Regions from separate parts of the Sus scrofa genome. Here regions 1, 3 and 4 are each linked to region 2. A link is a contact called in public HiChIP or PLAC-seq data. All regions are on one chromosome and are shown on one strand. The core of a region is the stretch at or near the end of the contact, and the rest is flanking DNA. Distances in the headings are between cores, read along the strand shown. Region 1 overlaps GREB1 (protein GREB1). Region 2 has its middle 23 kb from the start of NTSR2. Region 3 overlaps E2F6 (transcription factor E2F6). Region 4 has its middle 38 kb from the start of E2F6.

The links. HiChIP or PLAC-seq counts read pairs in DNA pulled down with a chosen protein or histone mark.
Region 1: an H3K27ac HiChIP or PLAC-seq map of skeletal muscle shows a contact between it and region 2. The contact joins two enhancer-like sites. A contact is called at or near these places in 2 of 47 Hi-C or Micro-C datasets (fetal heart ventricle and skeletal muscle) and 1 of 2 datasets of contacts at active chromatin or transcription factors (skeletal muscle).
Region 3: an H3K27ac HiChIP or PLAC-seq map of skeletal muscle shows a contact between it and region 2. The contact joins two enhancer-like sites. A contact is called at or near these places in 4 of 47 Hi-C or Micro-C datasets (fetal heart ventricle, mesenteric adipose tissue, skeletal muscle and 1 more) and 1 of 2 datasets of contacts at active chromatin or transcription factors (skeletal muscle).
Region 4: a contact with region 2 is called in an H3K27ac HiChIP or PLAC-seq map of skeletal muscle. The contact joins two enhancer-like sites. A contact is called at or near these places in 2 of 47 Hi-C or Micro-C datasets (heart right ventricle and retroperitoneal adipose tissue) and 1 of 2 datasets of contacts at active chromatin or transcription factors (skeletal muscle).

The regions. Positions count from the first base shown.
Region 1 is chr3:125,190,091-125,192,853 of Sscrofa11.1, reverse strand. All of the region lies in intron 1 of GREB1 (protein GREB1), which reads left to right. Among named protein-coding and RNA genes, the nearest start is that of GREB1, 42 kb to the left of the region's middle. Within about 2 kb of position 1,268, at least 15 of the 83 cell types and tissues checked have an H3K27ac peak or open chromatin away from gene starts, as enhancers often do. A contact at or near this core is called in skeletal muscle, where this site is marked.
Region 2 is chr3:125,057,718-125,060,857 of Sscrofa11.1, reverse strand. It overlaps a transcript of LPIN1 not described here. Among named protein-coding and RNA genes, the nearest start is that of NTSR2, 23 kb to the left of the region's middle. Within about 2 kb of position 1,332, at least 9 of the 83 cell types and tissues checked have an H3K27ac peak or open chromatin away from gene starts, as enhancers often do. A contact at or near this core is called in skeletal muscle, where this site is marked.
Region 3 is chr3:125,254,064-125,256,983 of Sscrofa11.1, reverse strand. The region is part of intron 1 of E2F6 (transcription factor E2F6); the gene reads right to left. Among named protein-coding and RNA genes, the nearest start is that of E2F6, 7.3 kb to the right of the region's middle. Within about 2 kb of position 1,358, at least 11 of the 83 cell types and tissues checked have an H3K27ac peak or open chromatin away from gene starts, as enhancers often do. A contact at or near this core is called in skeletal muscle, where this site is marked.
Region 4 is chr3:125,284,382-125,287,207 of Sscrofa11.1, reverse strand. No RefSeq gene overlaps it. Among named protein-coding and RNA genes, the nearest start is that of E2F6, 38 kb to the right of the region's middle. Within about 2 kb of position 1,462, at least 12 of the 83 cell types and tissues checked have an H3K27ac peak or open chromatin away from gene starts, as enhancers often do. A contact at or near this core is called in skeletal muscle, where this site is marked.

The DNA.
Region 1 (2,763 bases), core at 19-2,518, 130 kb before region 2:
GGGTGGGGAGAGGTCCAGGGATGCTGGGATGGTCTTGGTCCTTACCCTGGCAGTGGGCAGGTGGCTTTTCCTTGTGTCATGAGTCTTTTTTTTTTTTTTGTCTTTTTAGGACCACCCCCGTGGCATATGGAAGTTCCCAGGCTATGGTTCGAATTGGAGCTTCAGCTGCCTGCCTACACCACAGCCACAGCAGTGCCCGAGCCAGGACTCGGACCTACACCACAGCTCACGGCAACGCCAGATCCTTAACCCACTGAGCGGGCCAGGGATCGAACCTGCATCATCATGGGTACTGGTTGGATTCATTTTTGCTGAGCCACGACGGGAACTCCCAGGTCCTCTCATCTTTTCCATATCATGCTGTCTTGAAAAGGCTTCAGGCTTGATGGAATTTCATGAGTATAACAACCCCCAATTATTTATACAAACCGCATTTTAAAACATTAGAAAATACAGAAAAATAGAATATAGAGAATTAGAAATCGGATGAAGAGAAAAGTGTCCATAGTTTCATTTCCACAAACATCCACTGTTAACATTTCAGTGTGTTTCCTTCCAGTCTTTTTTTCTCTCTGCATTTAAAATACTGCATCTGGAAGCTCCCATCGTGGTGTGGCAGAAATGAATCTGATTAGGAACCATGAGATTGAGGGTTCCATCCCTGGCCTCTCTCAGTGGGTTAAGGATCTGGCATTGCCGTGAGCTGTGGTGTAGGTCCGAGTCCTGGCTCGGGCACTGCTGTGGCTGTGGTGTAGGCAGGCAGCTGAAGCTCCAATTCGAACCATAGCCTGGGAACTTCCATATGCCACGGGGGTGGTCCTAAAAAGACAAAAAGACAAAATAAAATAAAATAAAATACTGCACCTATTGTAGGTACTAAGGAAGTGAGTAATGTAACTTTCTAGCCTTACGTATATTTCTCTGTTTTCTGTCATTATTTCCTGCTATTTGTCATTTAAACATGTCATTTGACATACGTAAGAAGCGCTCCTGTTAATGAGTCAACCTTAGGCAGAATGAAGCGGGAGGGGTTCCTTCATTCCTGGAGAGTTTAGCAGCCAGCAGACACTTGGGGTCATGGATTTTCCTTTTTTCTTCCTGCCTGTGGGAGCCTTTAATGAGAGTGTTTACTCTGATGGTTGTTCTTTCGTTCCAGGAGCTTGGGAAACAGGTGGACAGGATAGGTTTCTTGAGTTCCAGGCTAGGGCACCCGTCCACGTTATACTCGTGTCTAGTCAAATGAAAGACTTGGCACATTGATGGCTCTCTGGGGAGGGGGGGACTGGCCTCTGAAGGGCAGAGCTGTCAATGTCCCGCCTCTGAGCAGCCGCCGCCAAGGAGCTGGCTTTTCCTGAGCCTTTGGTTTCTGAGCAGTGGGGGAAACAAGAAATAGTGCAGTAACTGGGTCATTCTGACCTAGAACCCAGCAAAATGCTTCTAATTACTGCGGCAGACAGTGATGAATCATACCTAAGCAGGCTCGCTGCCTTTTCCATCCAACGGGCTCAGAATCAGACGCATTGTTTCGTGGCCAGTGGAACATTCGCTGCAGCTTCTTTGGATGTGCGGGGGGAGAGGCGTTTGCACATCTTCCCAGCGTGGGGAGCCGCTGCTCGCCCGCAGCGGGGAGGGGTCTTCGTGTTCTCAGGGCTCCTTCGTAGTCACGTCCATCACGGGGCCACCACCATGAAGCTGCCTTTCTGGAGCCCCGACTCTGGGGCAGGTGGGGAAAACGGTGCTCTAGGGTCCTGGTATCACGGGAGCCTCCCAGCAGCCTTCTGCCAGGGGGGATTATTATCCTCCTTTTGCTGGGCAAACAGGCTCTGGGACGTGAAGCCGCCGCTGTGCCCAGTGGATGTGAGCTCAGCACCCAGCCAGGGTGCAGGGACAGGATGAACGATGCCTCGGAGCCAGTGGGAGGCAAAGGCAGACCGGGAACCTGGCCCCCGGGAGGTGCCATACCTCCCAGATGTTCCGTTTTGCAATGTTTGAGCGCCACTGGGAGTAGCGGTGGGGGAGGAGAGGGGAGGGGACATCAGTGTCGGCAAATAGCAGGACACGGGTGAGAGCCTAGCGCTGTGACCGGGAAAGAGATCAGCCTGACTAGTCCTCAAAAAAAAAAAAAAAGGGATCCCTGCGCTCAATACCTTTGTTGTCCATTATCTCCTGTAAAGCTCCCCAGGCCCCTTTGAAGTAAAGCCTTGTTAGCTCCGTTTGTGGGGGAGGGGACTGGAGCTGCCCAAGGTCACACAAGGTCACACAGCACCGGGTGAGTGAGGGGCTGGGCTGAAAACCCAGGGCCAGCGTCCCAGCTTCTCCACGACTCAGCTGCTTTCCTGTAAACAGAAGCTAGGAACGGAGTCTGCAGTATTTGTGCCTGCATTTATTTGGTGTTTGATGGAAGGGACAGAAATCCTGGTGTGATATGCTGATGTCTTTTATACGAACAAACCCAACAACTGGCCCTATCCCAGGGAGAGTTTCCAGCACGGTCAGTGCCGGGAGGAGGCCAAGCAGGAGAGGAAAGTCTTGGGATGGCCAGAAAAAAATGAGCTCGGACAAGGAGGAGAATTTCACTTCGTTGGAGAACTTGGATGAGCCAGGCCTGAGGACCATCTTGATACGAGGCCCCGAAGCCCTTCACATTCTTTGTAAAAAGAATTTCTTGCTTTGGAGTTTCCGCTGTGGTACAGCAGAAACGAATCCGACTAGGCACCATGAGGTTGCGGGTTCGATCCCTGGCCCCGCCCGGTGGGTTAAGGA
Region 2 (3,140 bases), core at 83-2,582:
GTCCCTGGCTTTTTAACACTAAGGGGCAGGTAGGGTGACAGCTCCATGATGACCATGCCTTAAGTGAGAACCCGGCGCACCGTGTGTCGCAGGGAAAAGCCGGCATATTCAGAACAGAAAGTCATCACTTCTGACTACTTTCAGGATTTTGAGTGTTTCTATGTCCTGTGAAAACGCCACCAGAAAGGCTGGCCCCACTTCCTTCTCCTTGCTTTGGCTCTGGCACTTACTGGCTGTGTGACTTCAGGGAGTCCCTCAGTCTTGTGTGGCCTCATCTATAAAATGGGTTGCAGTGAGGGTTAAAGGGTATAAGATGTGCTTCCCAAACACCAGGATGACCTGGGAGTTTTGCAAAGGTCCTGGGTTCTCCTGCTAGAGATTTTGATTCAACAGGTTATAGTGGGGCCCGGAGCAGGGAATGTCAGTGAATTCTCCAGTAGATTCTGATGAGCGAGCAGCTTTCGATCCTGAGTTGTGATGCCGAGCACTTGGCTAACAGCACGTGCTCTGCAGAGGCCCCACCTCTTTTCCTTCTCCCCCCGTTTCTACCACGTCTTTGTCCCAGGCACACAGGGCTCTGGTGTGGCCACTCTGTGTCCCAGGAGAAAGCCACAGGCGGAAAGTCATTTACATTGCTCTTCTCCAGATGTCCTCCTTTGATAAAAACAGAAAAGAGGGCAAAGCTTAGTTCAAAGTTTTCCTTTAAATTTTACTGCCGCTTGCTCGGTCTGCCTTCAGTACCCTTTCCTGAGCCCCACGATACAGAGATGAGTAGGATGCTGGCCCCAAGATCTTGGGATTGTATTGCAGCCTGAGAAATTTAAGGCATGGAGAGCAGCTAAAGTGGGGAACATATCTTCTTTGGGGTCAGGGGCCAGCCTTCCTCATACGCTTCAAATCATACCCCAGAGACTTTCTTGGGCATGTGTCCAGTTGTGAATGGAGGGAAGCTTCCAGGTCGTTATGACAGACAGGATGGACCCAGCAGGGGGAGCTAGAGAGTTAGAGAAAGAGACCAGACAGAGAGAGCTGGTCCCCCCCGGGTCTCCCGAAAGTCAGGTGTGAGCAGTCGGTTTCAGGAGAGTCTGTGCACCAGACTCCCTGAGCAACTGGCAAAAAAAAAAAAAAGGCAAAATCCCAGACCGCATCCCTGTGGAATCAGATTGTTGGCATTAGTAAGTTGCCCACGTGACTGATGTGCAGCCAGGTTGGGGAAGCGCCTGTCTAGAGAGTCCAGGATGATTGATCTAAATGTGGTCCACGCACCCTGCTGAACGGCCTGGTCAGCCGTCTGAGCTGGTCTGGATCTAGAGCCCTGTGCTGGTCCTCAGATCAGTGGCAGCATCGCCCTCACCTGGACGCTAATGGGAAGTGCAGATTCTCAGACTCCGCCCCAGACTCTGCCGGATGAGAACCAGGGTCTTAACAAGAGTGGCTCAGAGGCGTGTCAAAGCGTGAGGGGTCCCCGAGCCTGGTGCTCTTGTTCACCTGGGAACCCATCCCCGGGGTGCAGCCTCCGTGTCCTCATCTCGCCTCTGTTTCCTTCTCAAGGTAATTAAGGGAACTAATGTCCAACTCCCATATTCGACTCTGAGTTCTTTGAGGGAACACATAGGGCCACATGGTTTTAAGATTTCAGCATATCCAAAGCCTGATGTCGAATGAATTGGTGATTTCGGCACATGAAACTATAGAATCCTTGAGACAGAAAAGACGTTGTGAGTTATTCAGAACGAGCAATTCCATGAGCGCCTTTGTGACAGCACCTGTTCTCCATGAAGTCTTTCTCTGTCTCTTGGCTCTTCAGAGCCGAGCTCAGCCCTCTGTCTCTGAGAGGGTCCCCCAACCCCTCTGACCGCAGCCGTCTCAGTGCCCCCTGAACTTCTGGGTCACTGAGTGCTGGTCTGGCTCGTCTGCCCACGAATCCTGGACTGGCTTCCTCGCATGTTCCATCCTTGTTGTGTTTTGATCTGGAAACTGCTGTGTTGTCTCACTGTTCGTATGGAGCTGTTGGAGCTCAGGACCGGGGACCTCTGTGCTCCGCCCCTGCTTCCCGGTCATGGATAACTTTCTGAATATCTGTTCATTTTTTTAAAAATGTAAAATCTTGGCGTTCCTGTTGTAGCTCAGCAATAACAAATCCGACTGGAATCCATGAGGACGCAGGTTCCATCCCTGGCCTCACTCAGTGGGTTAAGGATCCAGCATTGCCATGACCTGTGGTGTAGGTGGCAGATGCGACTTGGCTCTGGTGTTGCTGTGGCTGTGCTGTAGGCTGACAGCTGCAGCTCCGATTCGACCCCTAACCCAGGAACCTCCAGATCGCACAGGTGCAGCCCTAAAAAGACATAAAAAATGAAATCTCTCATACGTACAAACATTGTAGAGAGTAATGGAATGAATATTCGCATCCTTGCTACGACTTTAAAAAGAAAAGGATGACAGTTGAAATGCTCAAAGCACCACTCTTCAATCGTTTTCTAGCATCTGTGAATCTCCATGACAGCCCATCCTGTGACATCGTGTGGTTTATTTGTTTGGTGTAGCTGCCCATCAAATCAGGATCTTAAAACCAAGGTGCAAGGCAATCATGAGGCTCTAATTCATTCAATTCCATCCCTCAAGAATATTTATGGAAAGCCTATTATGTGCAACAGTGAACAAATCTAACCAAAATAAGACGAAACAAATAAAAAATGAAGCCTCGCTCTCATGGAGTTCACACCTGGACAATCCATAAGCAGTAAGTGTAATAAACATGTAAATGATTGAATGTGATAGAGGTTGAAAGCACAATGGGAAAAGGGAAACGGCAAGGATCAGAGATTCTGAGGGCGGAGGGCAGACTGTGGTCGGGGCAGCCTCGTTGAGAAGGTGATATTTCAAGGGGGTGAGGAGTCGGTCATTTGATTTGGGGAAAAAGGGTTCCTGGCAACGAGACCAACCAGGGCAAGGACGCTAAGGTGGAGCGTTTGGGGACGAGGAGGAGAGCAGGGAGTCCGGGATGGATGACGGGGGAGGGGGTGGGGCATCAGGAGACGAAGTCAGGGCCAGGGTTGTCACTGCAGTGGCTGAGGTCGCCACTGTGGCCTGGGTTCAATCCTTGGCCCAGGAACTTCCACATACTGTGGGCGCGGCCA
Region 3 (2,920 bases), core at 109-2,608, 200 kb before region 2:
TTGGGTGTGAGAAAACCAGACCTTCTTCTAAACTATATTTGCTCTAACTGTAATCACCTCTGACAGTGTTCACAGACTTGAACTGCTAAAGCTGCAGGGCCCTCCATCAGTCTGGAAGCAGTAATTAAAGAGACGGGTTGGAGAGGGAACAAATGGTGTGTGTGTGGGGGTGAATGTAAAAATTTATTACTAGACATTAATTTACTGACTGCATCAGGAATACAAAGGTGATCAGGCCACTGTCCTTGGTTCCGGAAAGCGCAGTCTAAGGCACATCCAAACTAACAAAACTGTCACAGGTAGCCATGCATTCCCCTGATAATTACTGCAAAAACAGCATTTCTAAAAATGGAAAATATTGCATCCTATACAACCAGAAACCTTGGCATTAGATTCGTAACTTCTTTTAAACTCCTGAGACAACCAGCTCCCCATTTTGCCAGCTCTTTGGAGGCTATGAAAGTTTATATAAACTGGTAGTAACACCTGCAGTACATTTAGAAATTAGTTTTTCAAAAAACAAACTTTACATAAAGCTGTGTAAACAGAAACCCATATCAGCCTGATGCTCAGAACAAAGTGTAACGATGCCACGTGCCTCCAGACAGGCTGCGAGCAGGCTCAGCTTCTGTCAAAGTGGACAAACTGGGGCCCAAATCGACAGGAGCAGACCGGGATAAGTGACTTCCACAAGGTGCTCTCGGAGGAGGGTCCGCAGCAGAGCGGGAAACAGCTGAGCCTCAGAAGATGAGGCAGACGTGGAGCCTGGAGGGAGGAGGAAGACGGGATCCCCGAGGCAGAAATGAGAGGAACAAACACAGGCATCCAAGATCAACTGCCCCGCACGTCTGAGGAGCCCCGAGGGGCCAGCGCGAACCCTCGGGACAGGAGGCTGGAAGGGCGTGCGAGCGCCTGGCTCGCAGCGAGGGTGGTGACAGTCCGCTACGGAGCCCGCTCGCCACGCTGGGGCCAGGGCAGGAGCTCCACACCCCTCCCAGCAGGCCCGGGGCGTCCTCGGGCTCACGGGTGAGAAACCTAAGCGTGTGGCCACTGGGCAAGAGGACCTGGGCAGGAAGCCTGAGGGCGAGCAGAGCGGCCAAGCTGCACGGGTCCCTGGCACGACGTCGCCCTGATCACCTGTGACAGGATGACAGCACCCGTCAGCAGGTTCACTGGATGTGGAATATTCCCCGAGACGGAATCCACTGTGAAATTAATTCGGTTGTTAGGATTTAAAGGCGCCCGTCGACAGGCGGGATGCAAAACCAGAGCTGGGGAAGCCGCCCCGGGAGGACTCTGCCCGGCCAGCGCTGCTCAGTGCTGACAACGGTGACCTGCAAGCCCAGGATCCAACAGGGACACGGAAGGGCAGGCCTAGCAAAGTCAAACGGCAGACAAGGAGGACCAGCTGTCACTGCTATTTTTACATTCCACCTCTCTGCTGATGCAGGAGGAGACAGAGCTGAAGGACCATTGGAAGATCCTTAAATGAGAAAAAAAAAAAAAAATGCATCCTTATCACAGATTTGAAACCAAACACAAATATCCTGAGCTGTTACATACACTCCGGTCTGCTTACCAGTTTTCTGCTGAGTCCCTGCTGTTACTTCTGCATCTGCAGCCTATACCGCTGCGGTTACTGCCACGTCAGAATAAAGTTCACCGTCATCCTCAGGGCAGCCCCGGGCCCGTGGGCCCAAAGGGCGGGTCCCGCAGAGCCCGCAGGGGCCCTGCTGCTCCTGGGCTCCTACTCAGTTTGGAGCAGCAGGGCCGAGTCCTCCTCACCCAGTACTTAAGTTTCCCAGCAGGCCGCCTCCCTCTCCGCTCCCCACGTTTTCTAGAAGGGCACCTTCCTGCTCTCGCCACCCTCCCTCCGGGCTCCCTGTTGAGGCTGCTGCTGCTCACGGCCTGGCACGGGGTTAGGACGTTGGAGCCCCTTGCGCACACCCCTGGCTATAAGCCACATATTGGCTGTGCTGAGATCTGTGGGGAAAGAGACTCCATCCAACAGCACCCGCTCGGCTTTCCCTGCGAAAGTCAAAACACTCTCTCTTCATCTTAGAGGAATCGCAACACATCACGGCCCCTCAGGGGCAGACATCCCAAATAAAGATCTACAATTCTGGAGGTTTCCGAGGTGCCCAGAGCAAGGGCCTGTCATCTCATTTATACTCGAAACAGTTCCCGGCTTAAGACAGGGCTCAGGGCTACCTGGACTCCTCGACTGGGGGACGTCCCGGCCTTTGCCTCCAACACCTGTAGGGACACTGGTAACACTTGGAGGGTCACCTGTAACACCTGTAGGGACACCTCTATCACCTGTAGGGACGTCACTCTACTGCCTGTTCTCCCCACTACTGTGAAGAGTAAATGACACATTTTGTAAACTGTAAAAAAAACTATGAAAGCGCTTTTCCTTTCAGAACCAGAGCAGAGCCTGGCACAGCCGGGCACTCGGTAAACATTCGTTCACCGAGTGCACGGAGGTTGAAGCGGGACGCTGTCACAGCCGACGTCCACTGCTCAACAGCAGCGAGGACTTCCGTTCCCAAGGACGCAGGGCGGGGACACCCTCTTGGGGACACATCGGAGAGGCTCACTGACAGGCGATGAAACTCCTTTTCTGTTTTCTGACACAACTGCACCCTCTGGAAGCGGCTTTGCCATCAGAATGAAAGTTTCCTTACACAGCAGGGAGTAAGCTATTAATAAAAAGTAAAGGCAACGCCACCCCTGCCCTGGGCCTGGAGGGAGGCTGCCGACGGGACGGAGGAGAGGGAGAGGAGGTGAGGGCGCCCCCCACAGGTGAGGAACAAGAGGCGCCCACGTTCTCTTCATCTTGGAATAATCTCAGCCTTCAGAAAAGGCACAGAAACAGAACCAAGAACTGCCGCATCCCCCACCCAAATCCCTCAAATGT
Region 4 (2,826 bases), core at 213-2,712, 230 kb before region 2:
TTTGTTCTTTTTAGCCAATCCTTTGTTATTCCAATCTCTTGTTATAGTTACTAGTTGTTCGTATTAAACTCTGCTTGTTCAAATGACTCTGTGGTTCTTCTTACAATTGTCCCAACAAATATTCACTCCCTTTCCCTCCATCCCTGTGGGAGAAATATATTTTCCTGCCCCATCAATGTTGAGCTTGGTTGGCCATGTGACCAGCTTCGGCCAATAGATTTGGGCAGAAATGACAGTGCACCAGTCCTGAGCCTAGACTTTAAGGGGCATCACATGTTTCCACCTGCACCAGGCAGCCACCACCATCCCTCCAGCCTCGTCCCTAAACGACACTGTCCAATTCACGCACCTGAGAACTTGAGGATACTTTTTTTTTGTTTTTTTTTTTTTTGCTTTTTAGGACCAAACCCAAGGCACATGGAGGTTCCCAGGCTAGGGTTGAATCAGAACTGCCAGCCTACACCACAGCCACAGCCACGCCAGATCCGAGCCTTGTCTGTGACCTACACCATCTCACGGCAACACCAGATCCTTAAGCCACTGATGGAGGCCTGCAACTTCATGGTTGCTAGTCGGATTTGTTTCTGCTGTGCCACAACGAGAACTCTGAGGATAAAGTATTAGCATTTTAAGTCACTGAGTCTGGGGGTGGGTGGGTCGGGAAATTGTCACACATCATTATGGTGGCAATGCATGACCAGTATACTGTCTCAGGAGCAGCTGCTGCTAGTATAAGATTGGACATGTGGGCGAATGCATTCATTTGTGCCCTCACAATTCTGTCTAGTGTATTTGATTATTTCTTTTCATAGATAAAATAGCACTAAGTGAAAATAAGGCGCACTTCACATTTTATCTAAAATGGTTTGCAGTTCTAGACAGAGGTGTTTACCTTTCACCTTATCCGATTCAACTCATCTCCTTAAAATACTGATGTAAAGAATGCTGTCTAGGGCGTTCCTTTCATGGCTCAGCGGATGATGAACCCGACTAGGATCCGTGAGGATGTGGGTTCGATCCCTGGCCTCGCTCAGTGGGTTAAGGATCTGGTGTTGCCGTGAGCTGGGGTGGAGCTCGCAGACATGGCTTGGATCTGGTGTTGCTGTGGCTGCAGTTCCCATTCAACCCCTGGCCTGGGAACGTCCGTCGGCCACAGGTGCAGCCGAAGAAAGCAAAAAAAAAAAAAAAAAAAAGAGGGAATGCTGTCCAGGTTTTCACATTGCAAGTAATGGTTTTACATAGGATAGATTCCATCATCTTCATGGAAAAGGGAGAGTCGGAAAAATTAAATTCCCTTGCAGATCTGTCCCCTCTGGGTACTGGGAATAGCAATTTCTAGAAGAAAGGTCTTGATACCACTGCCAAATGGTAGCTTCATAAACATATGCCAAGTGAGCTGTTTTCCATGGGGACGCCTCCTGCAGCTGGCGTCACCCTGCACAGCGAGCAGCTAAAGATACCGCGGTCTCGGCGCTGACGTCAAACGGTTATGAGAATGCCACCCAGCTGATGGCTTTGCTCTGAGTCCCAAAGTGGAAACATGAGCTTTGCCCGCATAAGAAGTTCCAACGAACTTGGCAAACGAATCCTCAAATGCTCCTCGTCATCACTTGTTGGAAAAAGCTCAAGTGATTTTTCATTGTCTCGATTTCTGTGGAAGATCGCCTACTACCCAAAAAGAAAAAAAAAAGGGACAAAAATCAAGTGGGCTATTTCCTAAGGCAGGGCAGAAAGAACAGAGCAGAAAGAAGGACAAGAAGGTCCACTGCTGAAAAAAATAAAATAGATGGAGACTCCTGATCAAGGAGACACATTTTTTAGAAAAGTGGGCTGTGCTGTTTTATTTTTAAAATGACATGCCACGAATGACACACACTGTACAGCATGCATGCTGTGTACTAACCTCTCCCCTAGTTCCAGTTTATTTTTTCTGCCCTTAGTTGCCCTTTGCCCCAATTTCCTTAACTCTAAAAAAATATCCTGTGTGGCATATTTTGATAAGATGTTGGAATGTTAATACAGTGTGAAGCATTAATAAGTAAAAGTGTCATATTTCAAAGGATTAATACCTTTTTAAATTGCCTCTGATGGATGAGTTTAGGCGAATCTGAAAAGAGCACAAATCGAGTTCCCTAATTGAATATAAAAATAAATGTCCCAGATTTCCAAAATCAAGATCTAAACAGCTACTTCAGAATACATATATTTACATGTGTGTTTTATTTGTATATATCATACATGTACACATCTGTATGTTTCATTGTACATATATATGTATATCTATTTATATGAGACCTATAGCTCAAACTTCTAATGAAAGTTCCAGGGGTTTACAGCCCAGCTAAAATAGACTTAGCCATGAATTGCAACACCCAGCTCAAAAACCGGCACTACCGCTTTCGTCAGATTTGCTTCTTTTCACTTTTCACCTGATATCCGTGCCCTGTGTCTTTGTGCCCATGTGTACCAGTCAAGGGAAGAGAGAACTGATCAGTGGTAGAAGAAATGGGACCAGGTAGTAGTATGGTTTTCACAATTTTTTTTTTTGTCTTTTTAGGGCCTCACCCATGGCATATGGAGGTTCCCAGGCTAGGGGTCGAACTGGAGCTGTAGCCACCCGCCTACACCACAGCCACAGCCACATAGGATCTGAATCCCGTCTTCCACCTACCACAGCTCACGGCAACACCAGATCCTTAACCCACTGAGCAAGGCCAGGGATCGAACCCGCATCCTTGTGGATCCTAGTCAGGTTTGTTAAGCGCAGAGCCACGAAGGGAACTCCAGTTTTCACAATTTGATACTTAATATTTCCCCAACTTCTAA